2 separate regions of the Mus musculus genome follow, and region 2 is linked to region 1. Evidence: chromatin contacts called from public HiChIP or PLAC-seq data. All regions are on one chromosome and are shown on one strand. Each heading gives the region's core, a stretch centred on a gene start, on an enhancer-like site or on the middle of the called end of the contact. The rest is flanking DNA. Distances are from core to core; before and after follow the strand shown. Region 1 has its middle 15 kb from the start of Mir6516. Region 2 overlaps Septin9 (septin 9).

Region 1 (4,926 bases), core at 1,278-3,777:
TCTCGAATGTGTGCGCACACACACACACACACATGCACACACAAATGTTAATTTTTAAAAACTTTTCTTTCTGTCTAAACCCAGAGGCACCAATCCTGGGAGGATTTTCATTCTTTGGGGTACAGGTGGGGAGGGGAGGCACATTGGGTGCTGGGGATCTAATCCAGGGCCTTTCACATCCTAGGCAAGCACACTGCCTGACCCATGTCCTAAGTGTGTTTATTTTTCTAACACAGAAGCGAAAAGGCCTAATTCTATTGTGTGGCAGTCCCCACACAGGGGTCAGCCAGGCCTAGGCCTGAGGCTCCACAGTGCTGCAGCACAGGCAGGGGTCAGGGCTGGGAAGACAGGCAGAAGGCAGAGGCAACCAGGATAAGCGAGACACTGCTTTTTCTCCATGAAGGGCAAAACCCCGGAACTTCCTGGTCCTGAGCTCGCTTGGCAGGAATCAGCTTATATCTCTCATTTCTCTGAAGGTCAGATAACAGAGCTGTGGCCAAGTGACAGGGAGACTTCAGTTGAGATGACGTGGAGCAGAACACAGAGCTGAGCAGATCAATGGCTCCCATCTATCTCATTCACCAGAAGGAATCCCAGGTCTTTGGTAGCTGGTGCCTCATGGGGCAGTCCTGCCTTTCTGTGTGCCTACCTGCCTGCCTGCCCATCTTCCTCCCCACCCCCACCTACCCGCCCCCCCCCCAGCTCCTCAGCTAGGAAGTTCACCCCAGGCTGTGGTGACTGTCCTATGCACAGATGAGTCATTGGTACCCAGCTCAGTACCTAAGAGTACACCATAGTATTTATGAAGGAAAAGTGAACAGGGCGTGTGATGTTGGGCAGTCATTGGCCTTGCATGACCCCGTTCTTCTACAGCAAACAGAAAGGTTTAAGGAGGAAACGCTGCGAACTGTTGGGTGTTTAGTAGGCCTATGCTAAATTATGCTGGGTGAGAGGTGTGATTCAGTTGGTAGGTTATTTGTCTAGTAGGTACAGAGCCTGGTAAACTGCCCAGCCCCCAAAATAAATATGTGACATTTTCCATTCTATTTCCGTTACCTAATATCTCCCATTCTCCCAGATTTTACAAAACCTTTAGATTAATCACCATACATAAAGGATGTTGGCTCCTTTGTCCAGGAGAGAAAATTTCTCCCTCTCTATGCTACTTGTAAAAACAGGGTCTCAGTATGTAGCCCTGGCTGTCCTGCAACTCTCTATGCAGACCAGGCTGGCCTCGAACTCACAGAAATCCTCCTGCTTCCCAAGTGCTGAGATGAAAGGTGTGTTCCACCACACCCGGTTTGGCTTCTTCTACTCTCATTTTCAGTAACTGGGGACAGCAAACGGTACTGCCAGCGTGGGTTACAAGAGAAAGATGGTTTGTTTAAAGACTATTCAAGTGTACAGGAGTTCACAGAACACTGCAACTTGAAGTGACCAGAATCTAGGGCTTGTAGGCACCCTAGTGGTGGTGGTGGCACTTTAATTGACTGTGGGAGATATGTTCTTTTTGCAGAAAGTTTTTTTTTTAGGTGAATTGCTACCTTTTTAAACTTTTATTTATTATTAGCAGTGTGTGTGTGTGCGTGCGCGTGTGTGCGTGCGTGTGAGTGTTCCAGTGCAGACTTACGTGTGCCACTTTTGATCTATTCTCTTTCCACCTTGGGATGTGGTGCTTGAACTCTGGTTAGTCAGTCTCAGACCCCAAGACAAATGGTGGCTATTTAACAAATCAAATATGACCTGGCTTCAGGTTCTTCCAGTCCCTACGGTTACAGGGTAGGGCTGGCATACCCTCTACCCTGAACTCTCCAGCCCAGGGACTGGGCTGCTCTTGCTCAGACGCTCTTCCCTATAATCCAGACATGTTGGTTACCTGCCCTGTCCCTGTATCCCTGCGTGCCCCAGCTCAGTCTGGGCTCCCAGATGCCCCTGCCTCGGGCTATGCTCTCTCTTCTATCTACGATAAATCGTCATCTCCACCACACTTAGGGACAGTCATTTCCTTTTTTTATTTTTATTTTTATTTTTTTAATTTCTATTTTTCATTCAGGTGCCAGGCTCGCAGGGTGAGCCTCTGTTCACATGGAGCATCCCCCCTGCCCTGTTTAGGTCATTTCTTTTCCTCTAGGGATAAGTAACAGGAAATGAGGAGGCGGTACCCCAACTGAGAAATTCCAGAAAGGGCCTTAAGAAAGGCGCGTTCTTCTGCAAATAAGACAGGCAGTGAAGGAAGGGTGAGGTTGGTTGGTTTGTTTGTTTTGGGGTTTTGTTTGGTTTATTTTTCTTGTTAGGGATCCAACCCAAGACCTTATGTATGCTGAATTACACCCCCAGCCTTTGAAAAAAAAAATGTAATTTGGTTGAGAATCAAGAAAGCCACCTCCACTTCTGTTCCAAGTAAGGGGAGGGTCAGGATTCCAAACTCAGCGGATGCTCCGCAGTCCCGCCCATCGGCTCCTTGCTGTGTCCCACCCCTAACCTTCAGGAGAACACGACTGGGGCCAGCCCGATCCGGTCCACAGTTTCACTCTGCGTATAAGAGCAGTTAATGCGTGTGTCACCCGAGAACGTTCACATGTCACACGTCTCCCTAGGCATGTGATTTCTCTCAGAGTCGCTAATGCTGGAGAAAACCAGCTGCCGGTGGAGAGGCTAGTGTGCCTTGAGGGTCAGGGCGAAGAGTCTCGTTCACTCAACCGCGAATGCTGCCCACGTGGAGGGGGTCCTGGTTGGACCGCTCAGTCCTACAGCTTTCCTGAGGCCACCTCTCTTTCAGCTGTTCCTCTGTGGTGAGGACGCAGGCCGGGGGACAGTCGCCAGTGATCCAGCTCTAAGTGCCTGATTGACTGGAGGTCATGCCTGACTCTCAGGGGGAAAATGAGGAGTCTCATTTAACTGATTTTATTTGTTTTGTTTTGTGTTTTGAGACAAGGTCTGTCTTGGTAGCTCTAGCTGGCTTGAAAGTTGCTATGTAGACCAGGCTGACCACTAGTTCCCTAAGATCTCTGTACCTCTGCCTCTAGTGTTGAGATTAAATGGACGAGGTGCCACACCAGCATATTTGCATGACTTTAAAGGAAAGAAAAGTGTACAAACAGATAACAGATACATGCACATCCAACACACACACACACACACACACACACACACACACACACACACACACAATTTCTTCTTTAGATTTCTACTCTGTTTTTTGCTTGGTTAATGGAAGAAAGAGACTTAAAAAAAAAACAAAACAAAAAACCAACAACAAACAAACCCAAAGTGGAGAGAAACTGCAGTTCATCTATACGTAGAAAACACCACATCAGAGCACAGCCGAGGGAGAAAACTGAGGCTGTGAGAAGGTCACGACCTTCTCCCACTGAGGCTGTCTCACAGTCCTTGGGGCTTCACAGGCTGGGAGGGGCCAGGCCGTCTTGCTGACACAGCTTTTTCTCATGGGAGTTCTGTAGGGCGAGAGGCGCATTGCCAGCACCATCCCATCCGCTGCACCTGCAAGGGCCTTTGAACAGGGGACTTCATCTGCTGGCCACGTCATGACCTCTGAGTGTGACTCTGTGGGCTTGACATTTGCATTGTGGCTTATAGCTAACTCTGTTCTGTCACACCTCAGATGTACACCCCCAAACACAGCCCCCAGGGCCCCATGCCCCATTCAACATTCTCCTGTCTCCTGTCCAGCCAGTAAGTAGCAACTAAACATGTTTCTCTCTCTCTCTCTTTCTCTGTGTGTGTGTGTCTGTCTGTCTGTCTGTCATCTGTCTCTGTATCTGTCTTTGTCTCTGTGTCTCTCTGTCTTTCTCTCTCTGTATCTTTCTCTTTTTCTATCTCTGTCTGTCTCTGTGTCTCTCCATATCTCTTTCTTTATCTCTTCCTCCCTCTGTGTCTCTGTATCTCTGTCTTTCTCTCTGTGTGTCTCGGTCTTTATCTCTCTCTGTATCTCTGTCTTTATCTCTCCCTCTGTCTTGTCTCTCCCTGTCTCTCTCTCTCTCTGTTCTCTCTCTCTCTCTCTCTCTCTGTTCTCTCTCTCTCTCTCTCTTGCAGAGAGGAGGGCAGCGAGGTTGAAGGAGCACCCTGTGGAGTGTTATCTTCTTCTGCCTTTCTATGGATTCCCAGGATCAAAGCCTGTGTGACAGGAGCCCGGATCCACATGGTCATCTTGCCAGCTCCTTCAGTGACTGCTTCTATTAGGAAGAATTGAGGGGAGTCTGGGGTTGGCTGGGGAAGCCAAGCTTACTCTCTAGATTGCTCAGCACTCTCCCGGGAAAGATCTTTCTTTTGCTGTAAAGACAGAGTCAGCCAGGCAGTGGTGGTGCAGACCTTTCATCCTAGCACTAGGGAGGCAGAGGCAGGGGGATCGCTGGGTTCTAGGACAGCCTGATCAACCAAGCAAGCTCCAGGGCTGTACCATAGAAAAACCCCGTCTCAAAAACAAAACAAAACAGACAGACTGCACACACACACACACACACACACACACACACACACACACACACACAGGGTCTCTGTAGCCTGGGCTGGCTCTGAACTTGCTATGTAGTTGCAGATGATCTTGAATTCTGATCTTCCTGCTTCTACCTCCCCAGTTCTGGGATTATACTTGTCCACCTTGTTTGGCAGGAAAGATATCTTAAAGGCCACTGGCTCTGGTTCCAGGTGCTTATCTAACACTGGAATCTGTCTGACAAGCGGTCCACAGAACATATCCTCCTTTCTTCCCCTTTGCATGTGGCTCGGAGATTGACCAGATCTTTGGGATGCTTTGCATCCTGGGGACCCCCAATGAAGCCAGGTGACACCCAGCTGCCTGACTGTAAGAGCAGCTTCCCTAAGTGGCCTGGGAAGGGGCTGGAGGAGGTGACACCCAGTTACAGAGCCAGAGGGCAGAGTGCCCTGTCTCCTAACATAACAAGACAA
Region 2 (4,926 bases), core at 1,703-4,202, 230 kb after region 1:
CTTATTCTTGGATCTCAGGATGCTGACAACTGACTGCTCTCCCTGGCAGCCAGCTAGCGGGGTACGGACAGAATCCCAGGGACGGACGGAGTTGCTGACTTGGGATCTGAGTTGCCATCTCGGTCTCTGTTCTCACAGAGAGCAGCCGGCTGTGTTTCCTTTCCCCGGGAGCCCCTGTCCCTTGGCTCTCAGAGGGGACTGTCCACTTAAGCACTGCCAGTTCAAGTCAGAGGATCCCCTCCCTTCCCAGGGTGCCCACCACCGTCCGTAGCTGGATGCGTTTAGGCTTCCGGCAGCAGAAAGCCGGCTCCAGATGGCTTCAGCCGCAAGGGAGAAGCCATTTGCTGAAGCTCACAATGAGCTGTTCCTGAGCCCAGGCTGCCCAGGGATGTCATGAAGGACCCCCTCTTCACTGTCCTTGGCCACCGTGTGAAGATCCTCCTTCTGTGGGGATCTTCACTATACGGAAGGAAAGAGAAAGCCCTCCGGGAGGCCCAGGGTGCACAGCTGCTGCCTGTTATCTGACACCAAGACTGATGTCTTCAGCCCCTAGCACATGGGGGCCTGGGCAGGAGAGGCAGGGGCAGCATCTGCTCAGATGGTCACCCCGCCACCGGGGGAGCAAGCAGGACAAGGCCGCCCTTGCTCTGGCCAGACCAGAGTAAGACCGAGTGTCATTTAGCTGCCACAAGGCACAGGGCTCCAGCTGCTTCCCAATCACCCTCGAGCCTGACACGGCCTCCCCGGAAGCAGCAGCTGTGCCCTGCGCTGTGACTGACTCGTCGGCTTTCTAGGGCCTGAGAGCGGTTGGGCTGAGACTCAAGTGTGACCAGTTGCCCACAGTGGGCTGAGATGCCAACACCATGGAGATGAGCGAGCAGAGGGAGAGAATCACTGGGCTGGCGGCGGCTGATTCCCTGCATCCACAGGACATCTTTTCCTCCTTCCAGGGTCCCCAGCCCAGGCACTGGCCCTTCGTGTTGCCCATGGGGCTTGCTGTGTTGCTCTAACGGTCCTGCACATGCTCACACTTGCCATGTGAAATGGTGCCATGTGGTGTTGATTAAGCCCTTCCTTCAGTTCAGAAGACCCCTGACCTGGAGTATACCCTGTGGGACTCCAACGCCATCTTGCTGTCCTTAACTCCATGTGGGGAGAGTTTGGTCACAGCAGTCATCTGTCACCTGTGCATTCTCACTTGGCTACAGCTCTCAGGTTTGCCTTTTGTGGGCTGGTGTACCATGGTGTGACTCTAGGGGGCCTGTACTGTGTAACAGGGTCCTTCCCTCCACAGTGACCTGCTGTCTGTATAGTCTGTCTGTTTCTTTGGGACATGACTGTGCTGTGGAGAGCAAGATCGGCTGGGGCTCTGCCTCTGGCCCCAGCATGTGGCAGCTGTATGGCTGGGGACAGACACTTTTGCATCCCTGTGTTTCTTTCACTCCAATAGGCCCCTCAGAATTCTGGGTAGAGAGGATAACCTTTCACCTCAGTGGGACTGCAGAGGCTAACAGAGGATCTCCAGGGCTTCATGGCTTGGCTCACCCTTGTCTGGGTTTGTAGATTGCAGCCAGTCAATTCCTGTTGGGCTGCACTCTCCCCTCATTGGTAGGCCGAGCCACGTGGCCACTGGAGGCAGAAATTCGAGGGCAGCTGTGTACAGTACAGGGCCAAGGCTCAGGTCCCAGAATGCCCTGGGCACCATGACTAGAACTGAAGCAGGGGAGAGAAGCGTGGGTTTGAGGAGGTCAGAGAGTCATGGTGCTATATCCTCATATCCGGACACTGGTAGCCCCAGGGGTCCCTGTGGTCTCTGACTCAGAAAGGTCACCTCTTGGAACTAAGACTAGACTCCAGCTGTGGCTGCTTCTAGAACAGGCAGAGCTCAGAGGAAGCGGGGACCTTACCTTTGGCTGCCAGACAGTTCCGGGCACCAACCGAGCCAGCTCTTCTGAGCTGCTGAGCTGAGCTGAGGTCTGTCGGATTCATGTGGCTGATAGGCATTAGAGCTTTGTGGTCCCAATGTGTTTAAGGGCCCTTTACCTACAGTAAGCACCTCCTTGAATCCATCGGCCCTGTCCTATTGGGTCTTTGCCATTATTAGTGTTTCACAGAGAAGGGATGAAGGCACAGAGAGGTCTCACGGCTGTTGGCTAAGGCAAACTGATAGTTTAAATTTGGGCCTCTTCCCTAAGCTCTGTCACTGGCTTAGTGGTGTGGGAGGTGTGTTATTGATGATTGGTTTCCTAGCTTTCTCTGCTGTGGTGGCGTGCACCTTTGCTGGGGACAGGAAGCCTTGAGGATGTGCCTTGCACGAAAGGGTTAACGAACACACACACACACACACACACACACACACACACACACAGAGAGAGAGAGAGAGAGAGAGAGAGAGAGAGAGAGAGAGACACTCATACACAGAGCTTTCCCAGGCCAGAGCCGGAACAGAGGGGCCTTATCTGCAGAGGAAGGGGTGGGTGGGATGTGGGACTCTGCAGGCTCCTCTCCACTCTCAGCTTCAGTACCTTCTGTGGGCCAGCTGTTCAGAGCTCAGTCAGAGGGCGGAGGGGGACCCAGCAATGTGGGATTCATTACTGGGTTTGGCAGAAGACTGAATCCCCTGAGGTGGGGTGGGGGTGGGACCTCCTGGAGTAGAGGTCTAGAATGGGGGAGGGGAAGGTCGTTTCCCCCACCCCCAAGTTCCCCCACCCCTTTCCTTTTCCTGCGCTTAGAGCAGCTGTCTCCACTGATGGAGTCTCTTCCCTGAAGGGGTGTGGCCTGGCCTCTTTGGCCCCTGCCACCTACAGCCTGTTGAGCTATAGTGGCCTCTTGGGTGGAGGCCGGGCGGAGGACGGAGGACAGAGGGCGGTGAGCATCAGTTCCTCTGCCTTGGGAGTAACTGAAAGCAGCACTGGGGCTAAGTGCAGAAGGCGGGGCCCACTGTGTGGGGCAGAGCTGAAGAGTGTCCCGGCTGCGTGACATGACTACACCTGCTGTTTGAGCACTTGGGAGGCCTGGATGACATAGCCCGGTCCCAGGCTGGCCAGAGTTACACAGCAAGGCACTGTGAGGAGAAAGAGAAAGCCCGAGTGTTATGAGGCCGGAGGAAGTGGGGGTGGAGGGCCTAGAAGCTGATTGTCTGTGCTGATTGAAGATAGGCTACAGGGCTAAAGCACCGTAGATGAGGCTCAGGCACACATAGGTCGTGTAAAACCACCTGTAGGAATAGGACCAGAGTGGCAAAGTAGCTTTCCAGAGGTCACACAGCTTAGCCTTGGTGCCTCACTCATACAAATGGTTCCTGTTGTAATTCAGAGCTCCTTGGCCACACCTCAGTCACCAAGCCCCAGCAAGGCCTGATGCAGAAGTGGTTGGAGCGCCAGAGGCAGAGAGAAGTGAGACCTCTGTAGTAGCCCTGAGCCTGGGGCAGAGCACAGCACTGCCCCACCCAGACCTCTGTGGGGGTGAGTGAGCAGGCTGGGAGGGGCTGGCTTGCACGCATGCACGAAACTGACTGTTCTCCCTCTCAGATGGGACCCAAGGCCTCCCTGCCTGTGAGGGGTGGGGCTTCACAATGGTTCTAATGAGGGACCTCCATAGGTCAGCAGTCACACTACTAGCAGGCCAGGTACCACCCCAGGAAAGCCTGGAATGACTCACACATCCAGAGTGGAGAATGTTTGTGAGTTTTTTTTTCCAAAAAGATATATTTTGTTTAAAATTTCATGTGTATTGGACACCACGTGCATACCTAATGCCCACAGGGGCCAAGAGAGGGCATCAGACCCCTCCTGGAACTGTGAGCCACCACAGGGGTGCTGGGAACTAAACTTGGGTCCTCAGCTCGAGTGGCTGGTGCTGGGCTGTGCCATCTCTAGCATGGAGGACTCCTTTTAAAATACTTTATTGATTTATTATTATTATTATTATTATTATTTGTGTGTCTGTGTACATCATGATGCACACATGGAGGTCAGAGGACATTTTTTCTTTTTTAATTTTTGTCCCCAAGCCCAGAGGACAATTTTGTAGAGTCATTTCTCTCTCCACCTTTATGTAGGTTCCAGGGATTGAACTCAGGTCAGCAGGCTGCTGTAGCAAGCACCATACCTACTGAGCCACCTCACTTACCAGAGAGCCTCACTGTCCCCCAGGAATATTCTCCTGCACACCTGTGGACTGACACATCTTGCCTGTGGGGCAGCCAGGCGCCTGAGAAAGCAAGCATTGGCCATGGCCACGCCCCAGGTCAGAGGTCACATTGGGAGCAGGATGCTGACGAAGGCTGATTTTTTTTTTTTGGACAGGGTCTCATTATGTAGTTTTGGCTGTCCTGGAACTCATTATGTAAAGGTCCTTGCACCCTTGGCTTGACTGTGGTGTGGAAAGGATTTCAGGCTGAGCCTGTGCAAATTAGAGTTGGTGTTTATTAAGACTCCAGGTTTGAGCACTGGAGTCAACAAGTGTGGGTATGGGCTACTTAAGAGGGCCCTGCTTAGGTGTCTTTCCGAGAGCCATGTGTCTGGTTTTTCTGAGGAAGACAAGTCTACTGAGAACTGAAGTCGGGTCCTACTGTGGTTTCACAGGGTTAGAGCTGATAAAACAAAACCCTGGGTTACAGCCCAGTAACTCAGTACTACCCGGTACTCAGTACTACCCGGTACTCAGTACTACCCGGTACTCAGGGGTTAAGATCGTTTTTATTGAAAGTGAAGTTCATAGTCTTGTTTGTGAGATTCCCAGAAATGTGGGGTTCACTTCTGGGAACAGAGTCTAGCCATACTCAAAGGGTGTACACGCTCAGGCCCGAAGCTCGGCTCATTGCTAATTCTGCATTCTTATTCAAAAATATCTCTCTATAAAAGGAATGTGGTTTCCTTGTTAAAACCGTCAATGCAATGGTGTTAATTTCCCAGAAATTTTGGA

Evidence for each region. HiChIP or PLAC-seq counts read pairs in DNA pulled down with a chosen protein or histone mark.
Region 2: a contact with region 1 is called in a FOXA1 HiChIP or PLAC-seq map of pancreatic cancer cells. The contact joins two enhancer-like sites. A contact is called at or near these places in 6 of 484 Hi-C or Micro-C datasets (cortical glia, embryonic fibroblasts, embryonic retina and 2 more) and 11 of 115 datasets of contacts at active chromatin or transcription factors (bone marrow-derived macrophages, embryonic fibroblasts, embryonic stem cells and 5 more).

The regions. Positions count from the first base shown.
Region 1 is chr11:117,089,429-117,094,354 of GRCm38.p6, forward strand. No RefSeq gene overlaps it. Among named protein-coding and RNA genes, the nearest start is that of Mir6516, 15 kb to the left of the region's middle. Within about 2 kb of position 2,528, at least 123 of the 459 cell types and tissues checked have an H3K27ac peak or open chromatin away from gene starts, as enhancers often do. A contact at or near this core is called in embryonic stem cells, heart atrium, pancreatic cancer cells and 3 more, where this site is marked.
Region 2 is chr11:117,317,244-117,322,169 of GRCm38.p6, forward strand. The region is part of intron 2 of Septin9 (septin 9); the gene reads left to right. It overlaps Gm34065 (a long non-coding RNA gene), which reads right to left. Exons shown (of 4, transcript XR_003949802.1): 4 at 4,682-4,926. Among named protein-coding and RNA genes, the nearest start is that of Gm34065, 7.3 kb to the right of the region's middle. Within about 2 kb of position 2,953, at least 196 of the 459 cell types and tissues checked have an H3K27ac peak or open chromatin away from gene starts, as enhancers often do. A contact at or near this core is called in embryonic stem cells, heart atrium, pancreatic cancer cells and 3 more, where this site is marked.